Regions from separate parts of the Mus musculus genome. Here region 2 is linked to region 1. Evidence: chromatin contacts called from public HiChIP or PLAC-seq data. All regions are on one chromosome and are shown on one strand. The core of a region is the stretch at or near the end of the contact, and the rest is flanking DNA. Distances in the headings are between cores, read along the strand shown.

What was found. HiChIP or PLAC-seq counts read pairs in DNA pulled down with a chosen protein or histone mark.
Region 2: a contact with region 1 is called in an H3K4me3 HiChIP or PLAC-seq map of forebrain, with 4 times the contacts expected there. The contact joins the enhancer-like site here to the promoter of Mpg in region 1. A contact is called at or near these places in 5 of 39 promoter capture datasets (the 3T3-L1 cell line, cranial neural crest, embryonic stem cells and 2 more), 4 of 484 Hi-C or Micro-C datasets (cortical neurons, embryonic stem cells, palatal mesenchyme and 1 more), 4 of 115 datasets of contacts at active chromatin or transcription factors (embryonic forebrain, embryonic stem cells, forebrain and 1 more) and 3 of 9 other capture datasets (adipose tissue, embryonic stem cells and liver).

Annotation. Positions count from the first base shown.
Region 1 is chr11:32,221,173-32,228,111 of GRCm38.p6, reverse strand. It overlaps Mpg (N-methylpurine-DNA glycosylase), which reads right to left and starts at 1,607. Exons shown (of 4, transcript NM_010822.3): 1 at 1,395-1,607; 2 at 163-360. The coding sequence starts at 1,571. It overlaps Rhbdf1 (rhomboid 5 homolog 1), which reads left to right and starts at 5,819. Exons shown (of 18, transcript NM_010117.2): 1 at 5,819-5,943.
Region 2 is chr11:32,590,166-32,596,672 of GRCm38.p6, reverse strand. Stk10 (serine/threonine kinase 10) reads right to left here. Exons shown (of 19, transcript NM_009288.2): 8 at 1-58. Among named protein-coding and RNA genes, the nearest start is that of Fbxw11, 49 kb to the left of the region's middle. Within about 2 kb of position 3,917, at least 20 of the 459 cell types and tissues checked have an H3K27ac peak or open chromatin away from gene starts, as enhancers often do. A contact at or near this core is called in forebrain and ventral hippocampal neurons, where this site is marked.

The DNA.
Region 1 (6,939 bases), core at 358-2,857:
TCAATATTCTCATTCTCTGCAGTGACCCTAGATAATAGTCAAACTATTTGGCTCATATGGGCAAGGCAGCTACCTATGCACACACAAGGAAGGCCAAGACAGAGATGAGACCTAGTAGTAACAGGACTACAGTTCCCGGAACCTGCTCCAGTATTACGTTACCTGTCCCAGAAATGCACGGGCTAGGGTGACTGCTGGCTGGTCAAAAAACTCTGGTCCTAGCCGGCCAGAATGGTCCTCTGGGCTGGAGAAGTAGATACTCCGCCGGAGGCCCGGGGTCGACAGGAGTCTCTCTTTAGGGGTCTGCTGCTGCTCTGAATCTGCCAGTCGCTGCTTTTTTTGCCCAATCTTTCGGGAAAGCTGTAATGGGAAAACAAAACAAAACAAAAGAAGTGTCTGCCTGCCTGCCTGTTTCTCTGTAAAGTGGGGTGCCTGTTGGGAGTCATTCTAAGGCATACCGCCTCAGGGGACCTTGGGACTAGGTGTAGGTAATGACAGGCTGCTAGTGGTGACAGGATGGGTGGGCATTCTCTGCCCACACCTGCTACACATAGGGGAGACATGGATAAGGAGCATTAGAAGGTGGGTGCCTGAGTCCAATACAAAAGAGCTGGTTTTTCTGATTCCCACCAATCACACCATCTCCAAGGAAACTTGTTTCTGGAACCTGGTTCTTTGTTCCTAATCCTGGCCAGGAATTAAAATACAGTCAGAACCTGGGCAGGGCCTATCAGAGAAACATACTGAGTTTGTCTGGGCACTGCTCAAAAAATAGGTCACAAGACCACCTTGTTACTGACAAGACCTGACACACAAATGGGCATGCATGGAGATGACCATCTGCCTGGTCCCATTCTGAATGCTCAGGGTAGAACCCTGCTGGCCCCCAACTGTCCTTTGACTGTTTGGATATTAGAACAACTAGGAACAGGGACAAAAAGTCTATGGGTCTATAGGACCAGTAGGCACTAGTCTACCAAGTGCCGATAAACAAAGCAAGGAAATCTGGCCACATCCTTCAGCTATTGTGGTACAACAGGAGGGGATTAAAAGGACAACTGGGCAGTGAACCTGGGGCCAGGGCCAAGACCTGTCTTCAGTCCACGCTGAGCTGACTAGTTAAACAGCCATTACTCTTTTAAAGGACAGGGTCCCATGTGGCCTATGCTGGCTTTGAACTCCTGATTTTCCTGCGTCCATCGACTTCACAAGTACAGGCGTGCGCCACTACGCCGGGGTAAGACCCATTATTTTTATCTGTTGTGCTGACATCCAGGTTGGACTGAAGCTGCCAGGCTGCCGGGAATGGATGCTGACGTGACCGTCTCTGCAGCCCGACCCACTGTGCCAGCTCGCCGTGGGCTCAGACTCCGCGACGCGGCGCCCCCTCTCACCGGCGCTGGCATCTGGCCGACCTCATGATATCCGGTCACTAGGGATCCTGCTCTGGCATTCCCTGGGCGGCGGGCTCGTCCAAGAAATGGAGGCTGCTCGGTGTCGGGGAGCAGGGTCACGGACACCGGTTTTAGGGCTCCTCTGCCCGGGCGCGCACTACCACCGCGCGCGGGCATCTAGTCGCCGCCAGCACAGGCCAGGCCACCGGAAGCGCGGAGAGGGCGGGGACTGGAACCTGCGTCTGCGCAGAAGGCATGTAGCGCGGGGGTGGAAGGAATCTGCAGAAGAGGCGGAGCGAGGACTCTAGGGGCGGGACAGGGCGGGGCGAGTGTAGAAACCTTTCACCAGTAGGATTGGAACCCAGGTTCTCTAGATCTGGTTCTGTCCCAATGGCCCGATTGCCATCAAGACATCCTCTCTGAACCCGGACTGAATTTTCAAGGGTCCCGGACCAGAAGGCTCTGCCTTGGGATAGGGTGGGCCACAGAGGGTGTGTTGGGTGTTGTAGAGAACAAACATGAGGCCTTGGGAATCTCAGTCTGAATTCTGATCCTAGAACTGTCCTTCCCCAACCTTATCTCTGAATGGTGGAACTGACAGCAAGTGGATGCCTGCCCCATCTGGAGGCCCCTACCCTGGATCATCACAGATGATAGGTGGAAGGAAAGGGAATTCTGTCTCTGCAGTGAATCCCCACTTACATCCCTGGACCCCTAATGCCTGGAATTGCTACGAAGAGGGCTTACCACCTAAGCTGGAAGGCAGGACCAGGGCTGCAGGAGCTGAGCGGGATAACAGTTCCTGGCATCTCCTAGTGATTATTTCTCTGGGACCTAGGCTTGCCACCCACCCTATCTGTAACCTTTCAAATGAGGTTGTGCACCCGTACTCCTCGAGTGGGAAGTGACTGACCCAAAGGAAGGGATGATGGGAAGGGAAGTCTTGGGATAGGGTAAGCTGCTCCCTTCCCCCACTTCACTCACTCTCTTCTACCATTCCAGGAGTGATGTGGGTCTGAAGGGTTTCAAAGCAGATACAATCCTACTTTCCCCATTCACACTGCCTTATTAAAACCTTTCAGGGCTTGTCAGAGCTGTTTGATTTCTGAGACCCTGGCATCTAGGACTAGACAGAGCCAGAGGCCATATGCTTGTCACTGCTATATGCTCAGTCCTTAACTGAGCAAGGCACTTAGCCTAAGGACTCTGGTCCCCAGCTGCAACTCTACTGGCCAGCTCCGGGACTGAACTCTGGGCCTGGCTGGGGCTCAGCCATTCCCTCTCATGGGCCTCAGCTAGGACTTCCTGGGGAGGGAGCGGCAGCCTCTCTGCCTGCCTGCTGCCTGCTGCCTGCTGGAAGCAGTCCAGCTGTTTGTGGCACTCTGTGCAGTTTCTGGGGCTGGGGTGGGGGCAATATGTTGTAAATTTGAACTACCGAGGTTGGCCTTATCCCTCATAGCCATTCTGTCTAAACAATGCCTCTCTTTTCCTGTGAGAATAATGCCCCTTCCCAATCTAGGAGGGAAGCTGAGACCCTAGTTAGGTTCTGGTCCCCTGTTGAGGGCATTCTGAAGACTTCACCTTTGGGTGAATGACAAGCTCCTTCTGTTTGGTGGGCAGTCTGATTTCTGCCCCAGGCAGAGACGGGGGTGGAGGCCAGCATCTTATTCTCCAGATGTTCTGGCCAGAGTGTGGGATTGTGCAATGTCTGCCCCTCCCCCCCCCACTTCCTGGTCTGTGGCGAAGCTCCCACTGCAGGCTGGAAGTGCTGGGTTGGGCTTCCCTACTGTGTTTTGCCAGCAGACTTGCCAGGAGTAAAAGAATGTCCAAGAGGAAGGAGCCTGGGACCTCTTCTGTGCCCAGTGTACCTTGTGCCTGCCTGGCTGGTGACAAAGATGCCATTGGGAGATTCTTTGAAAGGAGACAAGGTTGGGGTTGGAATGGTGTCTCCACGGGTTGTGGGAAGGCTGGAGCTGCCTCCAGTCGTGGTGGCATGGGCTGCCAGTCCCTGCTAGCTCTAGGCTTCAGTTTCACTGTCTCAGGGGCTTAACACACTGACTGGCTCAGTTGCCTGTCTACCATGGACAAAGCAGGAGCTGGGTTGGAGCCAGCTGGCTCCTGGTTTGGAAACTGGCACCCTTCAGCAGCTTCTCAGCAGAGTGGTGGCTATTACTCTGGCAGGCCTTAGTGGGTCTCTATAGGTGGGGGACCCTCTATGGTTAGCTGTTTCTTGGGAAGAGAGGGTAGCTATCAGGCAGGCCAAGGAGAGCTATGCTGTCAGGCTGCTAGGATCTTGGCCCAGGAACTTATAGAGCCTCTTTGCTGAGTCCAATACCATGAGGAAGGGGTTTCTTCAGAAATAGCTGGAACTTCAGGCCTTTGAAGTCTAGCCTGGGCTAGAACAGGGCTAGCCTTGGCCATTCTGTCTTCTCCCCAGCTAGGTAGTGTCCAGGATCCATCTCTACATCTCTCTGTGGGGTGCTTGGAAGCTAAGCTGTGGGTTCAGGAAGTACCCGTTGAGATTCCTTTTACAGCTCAGGGATTCTAACCACACAGATGCTGGCAGAGTACTACACAAGACCTGGAGGTAGTGTAGAAGCCTGTCTATCCCAACACCTATTCACCAGTTCCAGAGTATTAGAAACTGCAGCTGACTTCTGTTCGGCACAGTCAATAAAAGTATGTGAGAAGCCACGGGTTGGATTCTTCCACCCAAAGCTTAGGTCAATAGGGCAGGTAGGAGGTTCTGGGACTGTGGAGAATTGGGTCTGTGGAGACTGGATGAAGGCTTGACTATTTGTCCACACTCCTCTGCTCAAACTGTCCATGCCCTGACTCAGGACTTGAGGATGTGTTTCACCTGGGGAATCCTGAAGCCATATGCTGAGATGGGCATTTGTCTGTAGGCATCATGCTCTCAGGAACAACGCCTGTGTGTGTGGATGGACATGGAGGGGTTTGCCAGGGGCGGGGGCTGTCACAGACTCCCCTGCACTATGGGAACTCCAAGGTCGATGGAGCAATGAGTCCTGGAAAGCTACTTTTCTGTCACTGTGTGCTGACAGCACTGTGGTATTCTTGCATTGAAGATGACTTGGGCTGGAGAGATGGCTCAGCAGCTAAGAGAGCTTTCTGCCTTTACAGAGGACCAGAGCTTGGCTCCCAGCACACACACTGGACAGCTCACAACTGCCTATAACTACAGTTCCAGGAGGATCTGATGCCCCCTCTGGCATGTGTGGGCACCTGCAACCACACACAGAGATAAAAATAAACACAGAAGAATTCTTTCTGTAAGAAAAGACGACTGACCCCTGGGTGTGTCTTCACAGTGAGTCTCCTGTAGGACTTCTTGCAGCTGGTAATAGATTTCTAGGTCTCAACAAAGGTCTAGGTGACCCTGCAGCATCCACAGCAGGAAGGAGTAGGGACCTACAGGCACCAGATGCCCGGTTCCTGTGGCCGGTTCCCTGATTTTCCAGAAAGGATGCAACCCCCGCACCTCCAGCCAGCCCAGTTTGGGCGTCCAGACCCTGCTTATTCCTAGCATGAGTCAAGAATGCTAGGCATGAAGACTGTCCCATCTCTGGCTTGGCATGTGTGGGTTACAGGAGCCCAGAACATCTGCACCACGACAGCTTTCTTCTCCCTCAGCCTTCAGCCTCAGCCGAGAGCAAAAGAAGCACTTCCTGTCCAGTATACAGAGTGATGAACCGTGCCTGACGTTATACGTGAGCACTGAGGCTGAAGAGAGAAGAGTGAGCGCATGCGCGGATGTAATGGCTTGAGGGGTGGCAGGTGTAGTCTAACCCTTGTACCTGCTGGGAAAGAAGTAGGGGAAGGGGTAATTGCTGAGCTGCGGTTCCTGTGAAATGGTGTATCAGTGTATGAACGTGAGTGTGCACACTTATAAATGTGTTAGGGTAGAGAGTGTGAGCCCATGGAAGTGCATTTTGAATAGGTGTGCGCACGTGTCTGTGTAAACAGGTGCGAGAGGCCTGAATGCATGAATGTTTGTTAGAAAGATCAGGCGCGTGTGCACAGGACAAGTGAGAGCTTCGGGACCCTCAGTGATGTGCCAGTGCGTGCCTTCGGAAGGGGCGTTCAATCTGCCTTTTAGGTCCCTTCCCACGCCACCCTCTTGCTTTGGAGGTCCCCTTCCTCTCTTCCCAAGCACAGGGGCAGCACAAGATGAAGGAGTATGGAAAGGCGAGTCCAAGACAGATGTTATGATTAAGGTGGTCGCTGGCGAGCCCGACTCCCAGCTACAGGTGTCTCTGCGGGACCCCTGGCAGAGCACAGCCGGAGGTCTTCCCGGAGGAGGCGCCCGGGGCTGGCAGCGGGCGGCGCGCATTCCTCAGCCCTGAGTCAGGCGGCCGCCCCTCTGCCGGGCCCGCCCCCGGCGCGCACGCCCCTCGGCCCGTGGCATTCCCAGGCGGACGGGTCGGGCCGGCGCGCGGGCGGCGCAGGCAGGGACTAGGCGCGGGCGCCCTCCCGGCCCGCAGCGGCGGCAGCAGCCGGTGCAGACCCTTCTGAGGACCCTACGGCGGTGAGTGGCGGCCGGGGTCTTTGCGCGGGGTTCCGGGCGGGCGAGTGCGGAGCTTGCGTTCTGGCGCGTGTCCGCCGATCGCTGGCAGTCGGTGCGCGGAGTTTCCCGAGCGCCGGCGCAGGCGGCGCGGCCCGGATTCCAGCCCGGCGCCCCACAGAAATAGCCCGTGGTCGGATCGGCGCGGCCTGGCGGGCGGGGCAGCGGAGTAGCAGCCCCGCCGGGTCCCCGGGGACAGGAGTCCGGGGGCCGCAGCCGCCCTGAGCGGCCCCTCCGCTGCCAGCCCCCACACCCCATGCCCTCCGTGCTCCCAGGGCCCCGAAGGTGGCGTCTGAAACTCTGCACAGAGAGCGCGACTTCGGGCCACAGGGTCCGCTTCCTCCCACTCACGGGAGTAACAGTGGCAGCTGCGGGCCGGGGAGCTCGGCTGGGCCTGCTCGGCCCGTTTCAGCCCGGTTCGCATCGGCAAACTCGGGAAGTGCCTCCAAAGACATCTCCTGCCCTGTACAGTGGCCCCGGGGGCGAGCCCGAGGCCACAGTCGGGATCTTGAAGTAGGCCTGGGCGCGGTGGGGTGACCGCGGACCCCAAGGGCTCAGGGATAGGCGAGAGGGCCTGTCTGTCCTGCTGGGAGCACGCTAGTAGAGCTGGGTGGAGAACGGTCAAGGGACTCCCCCTAGGCTTTCTTTCCGCTCAGATAGTCCGGACCAGAGTTCCTGCTCCGTGTGCCTCTTGGAGTAGTGTGTCTGTCTGCGTGGGCGGGGCCTGGATCCGGAGGCCCCCCGCTCTGTCCTGGGAAAGCCCCCCCTCCCCACTTCCTGTTGAAGCCGGGAGAAGATTCTAGGATGAAACTGGCTTTTCAGGTTTAGACCAGCTAAGAAGTCGGGGCAGTCCCAGGCTAGGTGCTCCCCACCTCCATGGGGCGAGCCTCAGCCCCTTGCCCCCGCCCTTAAGCCTAGAGGATGCTGGGGAACTCAGCAGCTGGCCAGTTCTCAAGAGGT
Region 2 (6,507 bases), core at 2,668-5,167, 370 kb before region 1:
CCTCGGCCACCAGCTCCCGAAGAGCCTTATTGCTGGTGACTCTGCTGACGAAGGGATGCTGAGGAGAAGACACACCTGCGTTAGAGCCATCTGGAGCCAGGTGTGGGGCTGGAATAGCTGCAGGACTTGGTCCTGAAGCAACGAGGAACAACTCTGGTCCCAAAGGCAACACGTGAACTTGAAGTTGGAAGGGGAACTCAGAAGCCCTGCAGGAGGTCAGGAAGCCCTGCATGTAGAGGGAACACCCGACTCGACTCTTCGACTAAAGCTTGTGTGACCCTGAGCATGCCACTCCTCCTTTTCTCCTTGCTGAGCCATCTCCAAAGGACAGACAGACAGACAGACAGACAGAGACAGTCATGCTGAAGCCATGGGAAGTCATGAGGATAAAATGAGACGATTCATGTGAAAGTGCCTTGTAAAGTCAGGGTCCAGCCCATGTTCTTCCTTGGGATGATGTCATCTGTTTGTGCTAGCCTTGCCCCCATCCAGCAGTTTCATTCCATTCAGTTCTGCTGCTGTAGAGAACCCGACTAATATACAGACTAAATATGGTTTATGTTCTGATACGGCCATAAGCCTACGGAAGACAGCAAGTATATATAGTGTGATGCTCTGAGTGAGAATGGTCCCCATAGACTCATGCTTGAATACTTGGTCCCCTAGACTCATGCTTGAATACTTGGCCCCCTGTTGGTGGAACTGTTTGGGAAGGACTAGGGGGTGTGGCCTCACTGGAAGAGGCTTGTCGCTGAAGCTTTGGAGTTATGTTTCTTTCTTTCTTTTTTTTTAATGTATTTATTTACGTACTTTATGTACATGGTTATTTTGTCTGTCTGTACGTTTGCACACCAGAAGAGGACATCAGATCCCATGAGACTACAGTTATAGATGGTTGTGAGCCACCACGTGGGTGCTGGGAATTGAACTCAGCCTGCTGCCATGCTTCCCTAATTGATGGTTACGAACTCTAACCCTCTGAAACTGAAGCCCCCAAGAAACCCATTCTTACATAAGCTGCTTTAGTCGTGGTGTCTTATCACTACAATAGAACAGTAACTGAGAAGCCCTCCCATGTACCTACAGAGTCTCTTCAAGGACAGAATTCTGTGATAAGGAGCATGGCTGCACATCCTAGCCCTGAACTAACTGCTAATTTAGCTTGCTTCAAATTGTATATGTGGCTACCATTGTGGGCTCAGGTGTGTGCCCCTCACAGACCCATCCTCTGACTAGGCAGACATCGCCTTCCTACTTACTCAACAAGCCCGGTAACTTTGTGTCACTATGATTTACTTGTCTTACTGTTTTTTTCTTTTGAGATAGGTTTTCATGCAGCCCAGGCTGGTCTCAAACTCTATGTGGCCAAGGATGTCTTGAGCTTCCAGTCCCCTGGTGCTAGGATCACAGGCATGCACCAATATACCAAATTTATGCAATGCCAGGAATTGAACTCAAAGGGGCATGCTAGGCTAGTAGGCTAGTCTTCTACCAACAGGGCTACACCCCACAACCCCCAGTCTCCAGAATTACTCTCTGCAGCAGATGTGATGATTCATCCCCTGCACTGAGCAGAGGTCCTGAGGCTCAGCAGGGTCGGTGCTTGGGACAGATGCTCAGCCGCGTCTCTATCGTGATCTCCACCCCGACTCCTTTCTGATTCCACTGCCCAGTCCCACTGAAGGACCATCCTGCTGCTGCTGGCCATGTCGGGGTGTTTCCTGCTCTGGGTGATCAGCTAGGGACAATTTTGCCTCTGTTGTCTTTGGGCAGAAATATCTATTTGGTTTTTAGAAAGGCAATGTAGAGTTTCTTGGCAGTGACTGAACTCTAAGGGCATGCTTTTACATATATATATATATATATATATATATATACCTTATAAAACCCCAAAGCAAAAGGTCTGGGGATGTTTGGTTAGCCTAAAGCACCCTGAAGAAGCACCGTGGAGAGCGAATATGCAGATATCTCCTCCCTGGCATAAGGAGTGGCCACAGAGGGACCACTCAGCCTCCTTTGTCATGAGGGGCAGAGGGAAAGGAACACTGGAGGCTGAGGGGCGTCCCTGGGTTGGATTTGCTCATCTGGGGTTCATGGGAAAAAGGCTCTGCTGAAACCCACTGCTGTTATCAGAAATCTTACTTGTGGATGAATGGTGTCAACAAAAATGTTGGAGCATTCTTTCAATGACTAAAAATGACATTTCTGACACTTTAAGGACACATTCAGGGGGCGGGGGAGGTGGCTCGTCAGTTAAATTCACTGATTGCTCTTCCGGAGGACCCAGGGTCAATTCTCAGCAACCACTTGGGAGCTCACAACCACCTGTGACTCCAGTCCCAGGGAGCTGGTGCCCTCCTGTGGTCTCCATGAGTGTTGCACACAGGTACACAGATCTACACGCAGGCAAAACAGGCCCCCTCCCCCCAAATTAAAACATTAAAAAAAAAAAACATATTCAGACCTGGAGAATTCCATGAGAAACTATTCCTTTCAGTTTGTGCATTTAGATGTTCCAGGGGCTGGTGAGATGGCTTAGTAGGCAAGCCTGAAGACCCGGGTTTGATTCCCTATGTGCCAGATAATGGAGAGAACTGACTCCCACAGCCTGTCCTCTCATCTCCGTGCTATGCCATGGCGCATGTGTGCCCTGCCCAATACACACAGAAAACCAAATCAAACAAAAGTTTCCTTTGTGTCTGTGTATAGAGCAGGAGCAGCGGCTTGTCTAATGTGTGTGAGGTTCTGAGTTCAGTCCCCAGCAAACATAAAAACCAGTCACCAAAGCCGAGCGGTGGTGGCACATGCCTTTAATCCCAGCACTTGGGAGGCAGAGGCAGGCGGATTTCTGAGTTCAAGGCCAGCCTGGTCTACAAAGTGAGTTCCAAGACAGCCAGGGCTACACAGAGAATCCCTGTCTCGATAAAAACCAAAAAAAAAAAAAAACAAAACAAAACAAAACAAAACAAAACAAAACAAAAAAAAAACCAGTCACCAGTGGACAGGCAGCAGGCCACTCCCTGCTCAATTTGTTCCCCTTGAGGCTACAAACATCATGTCTTTAAAGAGCTGTGTTCACTATGTTTTCTTGCACCAATCTGATCTCAGTTCATCTAATCCAGTGGAACTGTGAATTTCCTGGCCAGTTACACAGTGACTCCTGGAGGTGACCTTATGTTCCAGGGCCAGGTCAAGCCTTTCACTGAAGGGGGTCAGAAGACACACGACAGATTGACAGGCTGGAGGCTGACAGATTGACAGGCTGGAGGCTGGTGGAAGCTTCGTAGTCTCTCTGTGGCCCTCCTGAGAGGGGAGGTGTCACATCCAAGCTGGGACTCAGGAGTCACGTGGGCAAGGTTAGGGAAAACCCCTGGTACCGAATGTTAGGCAGAGACACAGCCTCTAAAGACCCTGTGCCAGGCTTGGGACTGGAGGCCAAAGCCTGTGCCTGGCAGACAGCCTGGTAGGTAGGCAAAGGAAGCGAGGAGGGAGTCTGGGCGGCATGCACAGCCTTGGGTACAGTGAGCCACTCACTCCCAGGTTACTCTCAGCTTTGCTACCCCTACCCAGGAGCTCGTTACTCTGGCTGCTGCATGTTTCCAGTGGTCCCCAGTGGGCTTCTCACAGAATTAACCAATGGGTCACTGGGATGTGTAGGGTTAAGTGTGCTGACAAGGTGACGGAAGCCAAAGCCACCTGGGATTAAACCCCAGCTCTCACAGACAACCTGGGCAAGTCAAGAGAGCCTCTCTGCACTGTAGTTTGCTTATCTGCAAAGTAGGGATAACAGTTAAGGTGTTCTGTGTGCTCTATAGTGAGTATTCAAAACAGCATCATTACTACCAACAACACCATCATAATCACCATTAGTACCATCACCACCACCATAACCCCATCATTATAATCACTATCATTGCCCAACAGATGGCGCCACCATTACTGACTGCCATCACCAGTGCCACGTCAGGAGCAGAACAATCTGGGCAGCCTCGTCACACCCCCTGCCATTCCTCTACCAGAACATAGCTCTCTGGGAATGATGAGAAGAGCCAAGATGCCCAGAGTGTCTAAAACCTGTAACACGGTGACCTGAGCAGGACACCACAGGACACTGCTCTGCACCAGCTAAGGCAGACGTGGCACAAACCAGCAGTGCAGGCCAGGGTTCTCAGAGTACAAGGTTTCGCCAAGGCATCCTGCATATTGATCAGATTAGTAGCCCTTGAAGGGAGCCATCTGCTCTGCCTATATGGAGCTCAAGGTCCCTGGGAAGAGACAGGAGGGAGGACAGCCGTTCACGGAGGCCCAGTTAAGCAGGGCAGCTCCCTGCAAGGGGCCCAGGGCAGGTAGTTGGTGTGTAAGCAGCCCTGCCAAGGCTGACTGGGCCATGATTTGTGTTTAAGCTCTGAGAGACAAGGACTAGGCAGGGAGGACTGCCGCCTCAACCTACCGCCTCTAGTTGGGGCTGTAGAGAAGGCTTTCCACCCAACTCAGATGCTGAGGTCCCTCAGAGAGCTGGACCCAGAAACCTCCCAGAATGGCCAAACACCGGGCAAACATTCCCTATGCTGCCCCAGGCATTCATGACTCTGCAGAAGGGTGGATCAGAGCTGCCTCATTGTCTACCCCTCCAGGAGGAGGGATGGCTGCTCAGAGCCAGCTCTGCTGAGGGCTCCAAGATGCCAGTGTGGAGGAGGCAGTGTGCAGTGTGCCAACTGGCACCTCTCTTCGGCCAGGATCTCTGCTGTCATGAAACACATGTCCTTTCCAAGGCTGATTTTCTCTCTTTGTGCTGAGAAGCCACTAAGGGGCGATGCTCAGATCAAAGTAAGCTCTCCTCACCTGCCGCCTGCCCCCTTCTCTTTGTTTCTGCGTTCCTCGGTTCCTTTTTCTTCTTAATTATTATTTTAAAAAACTTTATTTCTGTTCTACGAGTACAGGTGTTGTGTGTGCACTATGCACATGCAGTGGCTGTAGAGGCCAGAAGAGGGCAATGGATCCTATGGGACTGGGGTTATAGACAGTTGTGAGCTATCCTGTGAGCGCCAGGAATTGAACCTGCGTCCTCTAGATAAGAGACCAGTGCTCTTAACCACTAAACCATCTCTCCATCCCTGCTTTGGACTTTTTTTTTCCTTTCCTCCACTTATTAAAAGCAGCTTCCAGAGTGGCCAAGTCACTAGAATGAGGACAGGAGCTGTCCCTGACAGCTGTGTGACCTTGTGCTGGAGGCGCCTCTGGTCTTGGCTGTGGCAGCACATAGGGAGCTGTTTGCATGGCAGCTAGAGTCAGAGAGTGGCACCATAAATGGGTGTCCCTTTCAAGGGACGCCTCTAGTATCCCAGCCATGCTGTACCCCTAAGGGTTCCACAGCTTTCAAAATAACACCACACACCTGACCAGTAGCCTGGCCCACCATGATGGACTGAGATCCTCCACAACAAGGAGCCAGAAATGAATCCCTCCTCTACGATCCTTTTACTGGGTGTTGTCTCTGCAGCAAGAAGGGCAAGTACTAGCCATGCTAACGAGGGCTCTGTTTAGAGGGAAGACTGGAATCTGTTTACAGAGTTTGACTCGGGGAGTGGCAGAACCAGTAAGGTAGCCATTATCTGAGTGAATGGCGAGGCAGCTCCGAGAGTGGCCGCATGGAGGTGGTGCATTCTGGGCCTGTTCTGAAGGCAGAGGGAATCGTACTCATGATGAGAGAGGGGTGGAGAATGAGAGAGAGTGCCAGGCTGCCAGGGACGAGATGGGCAGCCATTGCAGAATGCACCTGAGGAGGGGGCTGAGGCTCAAGTGGCTCTGAGCATCCAGAGATATGCAGAGACAAAGGTCTGGGGTCAGGTCAAGTTCAGGGACTGAACTTGAGGCACGAAGCCAGGGGCCCCCACAGGCTGGCTGTGATCATTCCAGCAAACAGAAGGAACAGAGAGCCCAGAGCTCACCACAGTCATCAATTGTGCTAGGTGAACACGGCAGACAGGGAGTGAGCCGTTGGCTGTGGGGGTGGGGGTAGGGGTGAGGGTGGGAGTGGGAGTTGTCAAGAAAGAAGGTGCTAGCCCCGGCATGATGAGTGACAATCCTGAGCTCCCTGCTACCTCCAATCCATGAAAACTGCCGCTGAACTGTTAGTGAGCAGGGTCCGCCACACACAGACTTCCTGGCTACCTACCCGACCAAGGGAGAAACGGAGGCACAGAGGGAACTCCTCACACCCCTCCCTAATTTCAGATCCAGGTTACCAACTGCAGCAGGACACTGGCCAGGGACAATTGTGCAGACGAATGACTGAGCCACCAGCTCTAGTAAGTTTCGGTGGCTTGGCCACACAGGATACAAAAGGACAGGGATTAGCAGATACAGGGCTGAGGTGCCCACAGCCAAGATGTGCCCCAAGCTGCCATTCCAACCAGATGACCTTGGGCAAGGACTTCCCCTTTGAGCCCACTGTCCTCAGGTCTGGCAGACCCCTGTATCCCTCCCACCCTACATTTTAAGAGGTAC